Linked DNA regions of Mus musculus: all the other regions are linked to region 3. The links are chromatin contacts, called in public HiChIP or PLAC-seq maps. All regions are on one chromosome and are shown on one strand. The core of a region is the stretch at or near the end of the contact, and the rest is flanking DNA. Distances in the headings are between cores, read along the strand shown.

What was found. HiChIP or PLAC-seq counts read pairs in DNA pulled down with a chosen protein or histone mark.
Region 1: a contact with region 3 is called in an H3K4me3 HiChIP or PLAC-seq map of stem cell-derived neural progenitor cells, with 6 times the contacts expected there. The contact joins the promoter of Tbc1d4 here to the enhancer-like site in region 3. A contact is called at or near these places in 5 of 39 promoter capture datasets (the C10 cell line, embryonic stem cells, frontonasal cranial neural crest and 2 more), 2 of 484 Hi-C or Micro-C datasets (cortical neurons and myocytes) and 5 of 115 datasets of contacts at active chromatin or transcription factors (astrocytes, embryonic forebrain, embryonic stem cells and 1 more).
Region 2: a contact with region 3 is called in an H3K27ac HiChIP or PLAC-seq map of neural progenitor cells, with 18 times the contacts expected there. The contact joins two enhancer-like sites. A contact is called at or near these places in 2 of 484 Hi-C or Micro-C datasets (3T3-L1-derived adipocytes and the C10 cell line) and 4 of 115 datasets of contacts at active chromatin or transcription factors (VIP interneurons, double positive thymocytes, neural progenitor cells and 1 more).

Annotation. Positions count from the first base shown.
Region 1 is chr14:101,607,244-101,610,621 of GRCm38.p6, forward strand. It overlaps Tbc1d4 (TBC1 domain family, member 4), which reads right to left and starts at 1,948. Exons shown (of 19, transcript NM_001081278.2): 1 at 720-1,948. The coding sequence starts at 1,217.
Region 2 is chr14:101,350,525-101,354,256 of GRCm38.p6, forward strand. No RefSeq gene overlaps it. Among named protein-coding and RNA genes, the nearest start is that of Gm34361, 150 kb to the left of the region's middle. Within about 2 kb of position 1,992, at least 77 of the 459 cell types and tissues checked have an H3K27ac peak or open chromatin away from gene starts, as enhancers often do. A contact at or near this core is called in VIP interneurons, neural progenitor cells and oligodendrocyte precursor cells, where this site is marked.
Region 3 is chr14:99,941,957-99,945,225 of GRCm38.p6, forward strand. Klf12 (Kruppel-like factor 12) reads right to left here. Exons shown (of 7, transcript NM_010636.3): 5 at 78-140. Among named protein-coding and RNA genes, the nearest start is that of Gm22970, 170 kb to the left of the region's middle. Within about 2 kb of position 1,360, at least 123 of the 459 cell types and tissues checked have an H3K27ac peak or open chromatin away from gene starts, as enhancers often do. A contact at or near this core is called in VIP interneurons, cortical neurons, embryonic forebrain and 3 more, where this site is marked.

The sequences.
Region 1 (3,378 bases), core at 698-3,197, 1.7 Mb after region 3:
AAGCTCTGGAGAAATACTGGACACTAAGCTAGAAGAGTATAATGCTTTAAAATGACATTTGAAACTCCTCTATCACACTGATTTTTAAGTTACTCAAATATGCAGTTATTGTCTCAGTGGGTGCAAAAAATAATAGAAAGGTCTTCCGACTCCATATTTGCAGAATCATACTTACCTGACATTCTGACATTTCTAACTTCCTTAGACTGGCCTCTGAAATCACACACCCCCAGGCCCAGATACTTATAGGTACTTTGGTGACAGTGACGCGCCAGCCAAACAAGTATAAATGCAATACTACCGAGCCTGAGAACCGGTGCCCCGTGCTCTCCAAGCGCTTCCAAGAAACACACACTTTCACACACGCACACAGGCGAAAGCCAGGCAAGCCATCCATCACCAGTCACCAGGATCCTCCTGGGATCCGCGCTTTTCCTTGAGTCCTCTGCAGACTTGCCAACTCCTCCCAGGTCCCAAGACCACTCTGAGTCTACTTCCCTTCCTCCCGCTCTGGGCAGCCAGCCGGTCCCCAAGACCAGAGCAGCAACGAATCGCTTTCTCTCCCATTCCCATATCCCAAAAACAGAACGAGGGGAGCACCGGAGCGCGCCACGTGGAGCGCAAGCCAGCAGCCAGATCCAAGACAGTTCTTAAAAGAGAGGCCCCTGCCTTGCCAGTCCGGGTGGCCCCAGTCCCGCCCCCTGGCACCCACAACTTACCTGGTTAGGATCCGTGGCGCGGAAAACGTGGCAGGCCATCTGTGACTCGGGGTCGTCGGGCTGCGCCTTGATCAAATAGGCAAAGTAGGTGAGGTCGTGACTGTTGTGGATGAAGCGCGAGATGTGCTGAGCCTTGTGCTCGAAGATGAACACCCCGGTGTTGGGCTGCACAGCCCCGGAGCCTGCGCCCCCGCCGACCCCGGCACCCGGCGCAGGGACACAACGCAGAAAGGGGGCGCTGAGCACCAGGATCACCTCCCGGGCTGCGGGCGCCCCGCAGCCGCCCGCATCGGGCTTCTGGCTGCGCCGACGGATCTCGGCCATGAGCCAAGGGAGCATGGGTAGCGTGGTCCTGCGATCCAAGCAAGACCCTCCCACGTACCATAGCCGGAAGCGCTTGTCGCCAGGCTTGGTGGCACCTGGCTGTGCTGGGGCACTCGGCTCAGGCTCCAGGGGGTGCGGGAAAGGCTCATCCTGAATGCAGCTAGGCGACTCCATAACTCGCGCCTAGCGAGGGCACCGCGCCCCCAACTCTCACTGTGCAGGAGCCGAGGAAACTGCTAACTGTCGCCCCAGGCCCCCGCGCCTGCCTTGGTGCCACCAGTTCTTAAAGTCCGTGCTTCAGCGGCCCTGCCCCATGCGACACTTCCCCGGGCGCGGCTCCGAGCCTTTGGCTGCAGCTCAGTGGACTAGCGGGAGACCCAGGCTCACGCGCGCATCCTCCTTCCTGGAGATCGCGCCCCAGGGCAGGTCTGTTCTCCAGCCGCCGGTCCGTCCTTGGGGTCCGGGACCAGGGCAGCCGCGGTCTCTCGATCCTGCTCGGGCTCCTGCTCCTGCAGCCCGCTGCGGCCGGCGCGCTCACCCAGCGCTGGCACGGGAAGGCTGGGCGGAGAGTGGAGCTGTGGGCGGGAAGGGGCGACTGGGGCGGAGCTGACTCCTAGCAGGGTGACCGGCTGTCACCTGGAAGGTCGGGGGTGCCCGCTTGCGGCCCGCTCAGTCCTGGAGAACTAGTCCAATGGAAAATAACAAAAACAAACGTGGCCTCGAGCAGGCAGCTCCTGCACCCGCCGATTCTGCAGCCCAGCTCGCTGCTCCTCCTCCAGGGTTCCCGTCCCTCCCTCGCTCGCTCCTTCCTTCCTTCCTCCCAGGCTGCTACTTTAAAGCCGGCTGCTACTCCGCCTCTAGTCTACGGGCGCAGAGCTTTGCCAAGAAGCTGAGGTCGCCTCCCTGCCTCCTCCTCCGGCCTCCGCCCCTCATCTCGCCTCGGGGGGCAGTCGTACCCAGCTTGGCGAGGGCACTTCCCGGAGCAGGCTGGCCTCTCTCCTCCTGGAGACTCTACTGCCCCCTGGAGAGGGGCCATTCGCAGTGGGGCGCTGGGATTTTGTTTTTGAGCAATATTTGCTTAGTTTTATTCTGTCTAAAGCCTGAATATTACTATGTTCTGCATCCTTTTTCTTAATCTCAAGGACTCATCAGGATTTGATCACAATTCTATGATAAAATACATTCCAATATTCACTTTAAATTTCAACATTGCTTGATATGAATCTTCCCATTTCTTAGTGCAGCTAACTTCTTAAAATACACAGAAGTTAAACTTCTTTACCCATGCCCATTTCAGAGCTAGTGCAAAATTCTTCCCTTTTACATATGAGAATACATATTTCAAAAAAATTAGGGATAATTTGATTATTGTAATTTTAAAACAAAACAGTAAAATATAATTCCTTTTCCATTCTAGCATTTTAAATGGGTTTTGTTATTGGTGCTGCTGTGTGTTTAGTGTTAGTATTTTTAAGTCAAAGTCTCCTTCCTAGATAGTACAGGTTGACTTGGTACACTCTATCCTCCTGCCTCAGTTTTCCAAGACCTGGGATTATAGGAATGTACCACCATCCTCGGTGAACTCTCATACCTTCGTTATACCTTTGCTGGATGATAAGGAATGAGCAGGAGAAAAACCAAAATAAAGGAGGAAACTTTAGGGGTTTTTGTTTTATTTTGTTTTTCGAGACAGGGTTTCTCTGTGCAGTCTTGGCTGTCCTGGAACTCACTATGTAGACCAGGCTGGCTTCGAACTCAGATCCACCTGCCTCTGCCTCCCGAGTGCTGGGATTACAGGCATGTGCCACCACTGCCCAGCAGGAGGAAACTTTAGACTTACTTTTTTCCAGGTGCTTAGAAGAAAAAATGAAAACTCCAGGGTTTTGTTTTGTATTTAGTGGTCTTGTGATTTTCTCTAGGGTCATTTTGCTTCCTGTTCAGACAAAGTCAATAGGGTCAAATATGCTACACTTCTGGGACCACCACATAGCTAGCCTCTTTTTAAGAACCATCTATGTTCCAGGATGAAGATGTTATCAATTGGTTGAAGTCGTTTACTTTAACATGAAAAAAAAATCTCTGTGGAAAATACAACTCAAGTCTTCAAGGAGGAATTAAACACTCTGAGAACAGAGATAGAAATTGTCTAAGATTACAGCAGACTTCGTGCACAGATCTCATTTCCCTAAGTCGCACCTCTGACACTTGTGAAAGAGAAGGAAAAGAAAAAAAGCCATGGCTCAGTTAGAGAAGCCTTAGTGGTCCCTCCAAGTCAATCAGTGTGCGGACTAGGACTGTGTTTGGAGCCCCACTGGACCAGTTCCTACTGGCATAA
Region 2 (3,732 bases), core at 742-3,241, 1.4 Mb after region 3:
TATACAGCACGGATATTGGGAACTGAAATTGAGTCTTCTGCAAAAGAAGTATGCACTCATAACTACTAAGCCATCTCTATAGCCCCTTAACGTTTTATTTAATTGATAGTACGCATATACTGGATATACAGCTATGTTCTATGTGAAGCCTATAAACTTTGATTTACATTTTTCTTGGGGTGAAGCATATTTTTCCTCATCTTTAGGTTATCATTATTCTCTCCTGCATAAACAATAAATTGGAAGATACACTGGGTATTATATAATAAATAATTATATGAATTAATAATAATAATTGTACAATAATAATTCACTAATGATAAAATTCATTATTTTATAGGTAAAGAAAGTAGGATTCTTGAGAAACTGCACTGAGTTCTAGGACCACATTATTGATTTCTATTATATCCTGGCTTTGACAATCCTCCAGATGGTAGAAATTTAAGCAGATAAATAGTCTCTTTTTTTTTTCTCTAAAAGGATATGAATAAAAGATTTTGGCTAGAGACTACTCAGAACTTAATTCTGCCCACATTTTTCAGTCTTCTTGATGGTGCCTTATTCAAAGAAACCCAAGCATGCTATACAACGTCACCTGAGTGAAGATGGGATCTTTTAATGGCCCCTGTGTTGTCCCAGTTGCTTAAATATATGAATGTGGAGTTTAATGGTGACCTCCACATACCCTGTTGGGGTAAGGATACCTTTGCTACAAGAGATAACCATGTTTGTTTTAATGTTCAATTAATGATAGGTACAGCAAGAAATGGTTTTGTGGAATTAATAGAAATTCATGCTTGAAGAGCAGTGTTCTGGAAGGACCGGCAGAAATTTGACTTCTTCCTTGGCCGGCATGTTCTCACGAGTCTGATAAGCTATTCCGCCCAGATTCCAAACCACTGAACTTCCTTAAGTTTGCCCAATGAAGAAATATCAAGCCTCTGCTCTCCATGAGGCTAGAACATTGAAGATGGGGTTCTATTTTTGGCTGTCAGAGATCTGCAGAGGGCAGCCTTTCTCTGTTGCCCTTGCCAACCAGCTACAGGAAGAACACTATCCAAAGACCACATGACATTTTTAAAACAAGACACATATTTCACACGCATGTCATAGATCAAAAACGATTGATATTTCCTTGCTGGGTGTAAGGGTAACTCTTTCCATGAAGACCGGAGGAGCCTGATAGAGCATCTTTAAGTCACTGCTAAATATTTTGCTCTCTGAAGTCATCTAACTGAGAACCTCATGACTACTTCAATACTCTTCTGAGAAGGCGGCTCAGGAGGCCAGAGCAAACCTAGTTCTGCTCATCAGACTTAGCCATCACTACCCAAGAAGTTCACTTTGTAATGCTATCCAGTCAGAGAGTGAAATTTTTTCCAAAAGATTCCACTGAGGGAAAATGTTTTCACTGTGACCCGGTTAAAAACTAAGGCTGAATACAAGAAGCACGGAAAAGACTGACACAATAGTGAGCTATAGGAAAGAAATAAGGGACCAAGTACCAAATAATATTTTAAATAAGGTGGAAGGAATGAGTACCTTATTTGTTCACCACACTTACCATGCATATTTATTTTTAAATGGTCAAGTTTCTGAACCAAACTAAATTACTTTCCCTCCTCCAAAAGTTACATTTAAAAACATGCTTCTTAGAAACATCAGGGCACATCTAATTATAGCACGCACTCCTCAGTGATGTGCTCACAGCCATTTTAAGGAGACTGAGATTCTCTTTGCTCAGTAAGGGAGGGACAAAAAGGTCTATTTTTTTTTCCGGGAAAATATAGATTGTCAAATGAATGTGGCTTGAAATACAATCTGCTTTAACTCTGCTGGAAGTGGACCTCTTGACCTCTGGCTTCCAGCCTCCACCACCACACCCACCAGCCTCCATTTCATGTTTCACCCTGGCAGGTCCCCAGGATACCAAGCTACAGAACTCCCTCCCATTAGCTGCAGGAATCCAGAATATCCATGGCAACCGGTCTCTAACCCCAGGGAGAAGGCAGCAGAATTGAAAGGCTCCATTCTGCTTCTACATCCACAGCTCAGTGAACTGACAGCTTGGTGGTTTCCTCGGTTCCATTAGATTAGGATGCACTTTTCCCTCTTTCTTTTTATCCTCATCTTTTTATCCACGGAGATAAATCTCAGCCACAGTTAAGATGTTTTGTTTTATTTTATTTTATTTTGTTTTATTTTATTTTACTTATTTTTACAAAGGAGTCTTATCCCTTCTGCTGGCCACCTCTGCACCCATCAGGAAACACAGTCTTTACACAACACTTGCATTAAAAGACTTATCCAAAGAAAATGAGCCATAGTTTCTGCTGCTGGTCTTTCTGCATTCTTATGCAAACATTCCGTGTTTAGTGTGCATGTTTTACAAATTGCTAGTGGATATCTGATTTGGAGAAGTGCAAGTCATGTGTGTGACATGATTTTATAAAAACTGTCAGGGAGATAACAAAACACATACAATTTTATCATGAGATTAAGTTGTAGCATCAAATAACTATAATCATGTTTAAGTCATTGTTTGTGCCACAGATATTTAGACAGGATAACAGATTGCACGGTGCTCTTGCTGTTTGCCAATGGAGCCTGAATAACTAATTTGCACTCCATGCCCTGTGGAATGGCAGCTGAGTCCCCAGTGAATAAGGGGAGAATGAGACAGAAGTAGACCATTTGGTCTGCAGAATCAAAATGAGGCAGAAATGTTATGTATGGTACATAGTCGACAGTCATATGTTGCTCCCATGGTTGCCTGACTATTAGGACTGCTAAAGGAGGTCAAACTGTCTGTCAGCACTTCTTAACCCTTCGAGGGTGCAGAAGACATTTTTGACAGATAATAAGATCTATGAGGTCTCCTCTTGGGAGAATGTAGGAACACATAAGTTAGAGAGGTAGACATTGTACATAGCGCTGTAACCGCAACATTCAGTAAGGTGAGTCAGAGGTGGAGAGAGAGAAAGAGATGGAAGGAACGGGGAGGGAGAGAGGTAAGGAGGGAGAGAAGGAAGAATAGGGAGAGGGAGAGAGAGAACCAGCTAGACACAGGTAAATTTAGAAGGAATGCTCTCCCTTTAAGTGGGTAGATTGGGAAGCAGGGGGGGGGGGCAGAGGGTATAGGGGATTTTGGGGGAGGAAACCAGGAAAGGGGATAACATTTAAAATGTAAATGAAGAAAACATCTAATAAATAAATATAAAAACAAAAAACAAAAACAATGACTACAATCCTAGTATGCTTGAATACTAGGGTTTCCACAAAGAACAGCAGGCTGGGAGAGTTTTAAGAAAGCAACCTTCTGGCGGTTATCATGTAGAAATGAGAATTGATCCATTCCTATCTCCTTGTACTAAGGTCAAATCTAAGTGGATTAAGGAACTCCACATAAAACCAGAGACACTGAAACTTATAGAGGAGAAAGTAGGGAAAAGCCTCGAAGATATGGGTTCAGGGGAAAAATTCCTGAATAGAAGAGCAGTGGCTTGTGCTGTAAGATCGAGAATCAATAAATGGGAGGGACCTCATAAAATTGCAAAGCTTCTATAAGGCAAAAGACACCGTCAATAAGACAAAAAGACCACCAACAGATTGGGAAAGGATCTTTACCTATCCCAAATCAGATAGGGGACTAATATCCAATACATATAAAGAACTCAAGAAGGTGGGCTCCAGAAAAACGAATAACCCCATTAAAAAAATGGGGCTCAGAGC
Region 3 (3,269 bases), core at 110-2,609:
CTGCCTCAGTACACAAAACGAAACCCCCACAGCAATAAAAGAGTTACAAATATTTATAAATTAACTTGCATACTCACCAAGCAAACTTCTGGTTATTCATTCGATTTCCTCGGACCCTGGATACCGGGGATGGATGTACCCTGTCAACAGACCAGAGTAAGTCAGTCATTGAGAAAACACATTCCTCGCTGCACACAGTCTGCTTAATCAGTGAACTTTCTTAGGATTGCTTCCTTTGTTCTCCCTGTGAACTTGACCAACTCTTAATAAACAGGTGCAATTAATTAAATTCCAGGGCCTGCTTTGTTCTTTATCTCTCCCGAGGTACCAAGGTGCCACACATTAACTGCAGAACCAAGAATTTCATTGAACAGATGTACTCTTTAGCAGAAGAAACAGCTACTGAAGATGTAATTATTGCCTGGGGGGTAAGAGTGCATATAATATTCAGAGGGCGTGGTACCTGTCCTCAGTGAGCCCTCTTATGTCCGTTCCCATGGAAACTGCACAAAGAGACAATGAAGTGGCCATTCTTTGGGTCAATTTCTAAATGTAAAAGTTACAAAAACAGCAGGACTTCACCCACACATCCAGAAACAGGGTTTGTGTGGACAGGATGGGATGGGAGGAGAGACAGTTATTTCCAGGAGACAGGCTTTCTGGAATCTATGTTTGTGTTTGAGATCCGGAAGGCAAAGTGAATTCAAAGTGCTAGCCATGTAATAGACGTCAATATATAGCTTCCTAATCTTCCGGGGTTGAGTCATGCAGGGTTTGAGTTCAAAGCATCCAGGAACTACTGGTATTCTCTAACTTGGAGCCAGCGGCCCTATCCTTCTCTTCCCAGTTACCAGCTGGGAAACCCTATGGCCTACTTCAGCTGCCTTGTGGCTGCCTTCTCTCTTGCTGGCTTAGGATGCTTACCTAGGGTTCATGAGATCTAGTCATGCTTTCAGCTTGAGTCCTCTTCACCAGTCTCCACACCCACACATTACTTTTATTTACAGGGAGGGAGGAAAACAGAAGGGGAGGAAGTCAGGGAAGGATGAAGGAAAGAAACAAAATTACCTTAATTGGCCTTAAGACTCCCTTAAAACCAAAGTCTGGGGTCCCTTTGAACCCCGGCCCCTTGTTGCTGTTCAGTGAAAATCACATCAAAACAGACAGGGCATGCCAGGCCAGCCTTTTCTGCATCTTTCCCAAGCCTCGAGCTGGCCTGTACTTCCTACTTGATTCCTCGAGCATTATTAACACGCTTCTTCTCCTAGGCTTCTTGATGGTGGCTGCAGCTGAGCTGCTCAGCACAGATTTTCTGCTCTGCATGGGGGAAGGGGGTGATAATTATGCAGAAAGATGGAGGGAGGCCAGACAGCCCCTCGCTGAACTGCCTTATTCAAGCACAGCCCCACTTCCTGCTGATCTGCAGCCACAAGGATCACCTGTTGGTCTTGGCAGCTGTCCAAACTGGGGCCCTGGCGGAAATGACAGAGTCAGCGAGAATGAAAGCCGGTTTATACTCCAGCCCCTCAAGATACACATACTTATCTTTCTCATGTATGGAGATACATCCGAGGGAGACAAGAGTTACCTAGAAGGTAGCAAAAGCCATTCTGCCCTGCTTTCTTGAAATAGCATACTCACAGTGAATTTCCTCTCTAGAGCCTCGCTGACGTCTTGGTCCCAAGAGTTAAGTGTATTTTCAGAGGTCATTTGCTTCAAGGATTCAGCTCTCCACTACTCACCAAGTCCTTCAAGCCTTTATCCCCTTTACTGCAATCCTGAAGCCCAAAAGTACAGAGAAACCCTGTCGTCCTCATGGTCACCTCCAGCTGAAGTTGAATGATCACAGTATCTGGCATCATGGCTGCCCACTTCACATCTCATGGGAACATGAGGGAGGGAGGCTTGGGTTCACTACTCCGTAAGTATAAAGCCTTCTAGACATTGGTATCTTTGAGAAAAAAATTCGGTGATCCTAGACCAAATTCTATAAATACACAATTTCCATCATGGTTTGGGGGGGGGGGGCGAGAAACAAAAGCAGAAAACTGATTCTGATTATCTGTATGACCAAATAATTCTAACATTTCTTAAACTCAAACGAGGAACGGGCAAGTATCTTCTTCCTCTGAGTCTACTTCATCCAAAAATTCAGATCACAACTCTTACATGTCAGCTATCACTTAAAATTTTACTCCTTCAAAAGGACATGCACATGCCAGAGTTTGGGTGAGCTCCATTTTAAATGGCAGCCCCTCTGCTATCTGCCTTTTCCCCACATACAGCAGCCAGGCAGGTAGCAGAGTCAAAAACCCAGTAGCACAAACTACCGTCTAATCTGCATGTCATGCATTATTCATGATCCCCTGATTTCTGCACCTGCATCTAGGCAGGAAGCTTGCTGGGCACGTTCATTATTCTTCTTGGAGCCTCACACAGGCTCCATTACTCCTGAGCCACTTTGTTCTGTAACTAAGGGTTTCAGGCCTTAGTGCTAACTGCTGGATATGAAAAGAAAAGGGACACTCCAGGCAGAAGCGAGGGAATGATCTTGGTGTTGTGTAACACAGCGGATCTGACAATGCACTCTACAGATACTGATTGCTATGTGGGATATTACTGCTCACGCGGGGTGATTTACATCACACAGAAGAGGCCCGGCGCACCACCAGGGCCCTGTACACCAGTTGTTCTATTTATACACACTGACTCATCTGGGGCTCCAGGCATGTTACGATTTCACTTGATTCTGAGCTTTTCTTCTTTTTCACTTTCTTGCTATGTTTGAACCTCTTTGATATCTTAATGTAAAAATAATTCTCCCTTCTATGGGTGCGAGGACTGAACCTGCTTCTCAGATTCTGTGTCATAATGACTGTTAAGAGTTAGGAGACTGACGGCTCTGCTCTTCAGTGCCTCCAGGAGGCGACACGAATGACTGGCAGTAAGAGGTGGCATGTGGAGTCTCGGTCCTAGACACAAGCTATGAAGCACTGATGAGTTTCTGGGGGTGGGGACACTATCTCACCCACATACTGTGCGGCCACTTATGACATCAAGGAGAACTGACACAAAGAAATGTGGGGTGCAGACTGTCTAGCCGCCTTTCCTGGGATTAACCCAAAGCGTTGCCAGCTAGCAACAGTGCATTCTAAGGCAAGTCACAATATCTACCCAGATCTCAGTATCCGCATCTGTCCAAGGGACATTGTTACAGTTATGGGAAACACACAGAGGACCACAGCCTCGAGCGTTTGTAAGAGGACTGA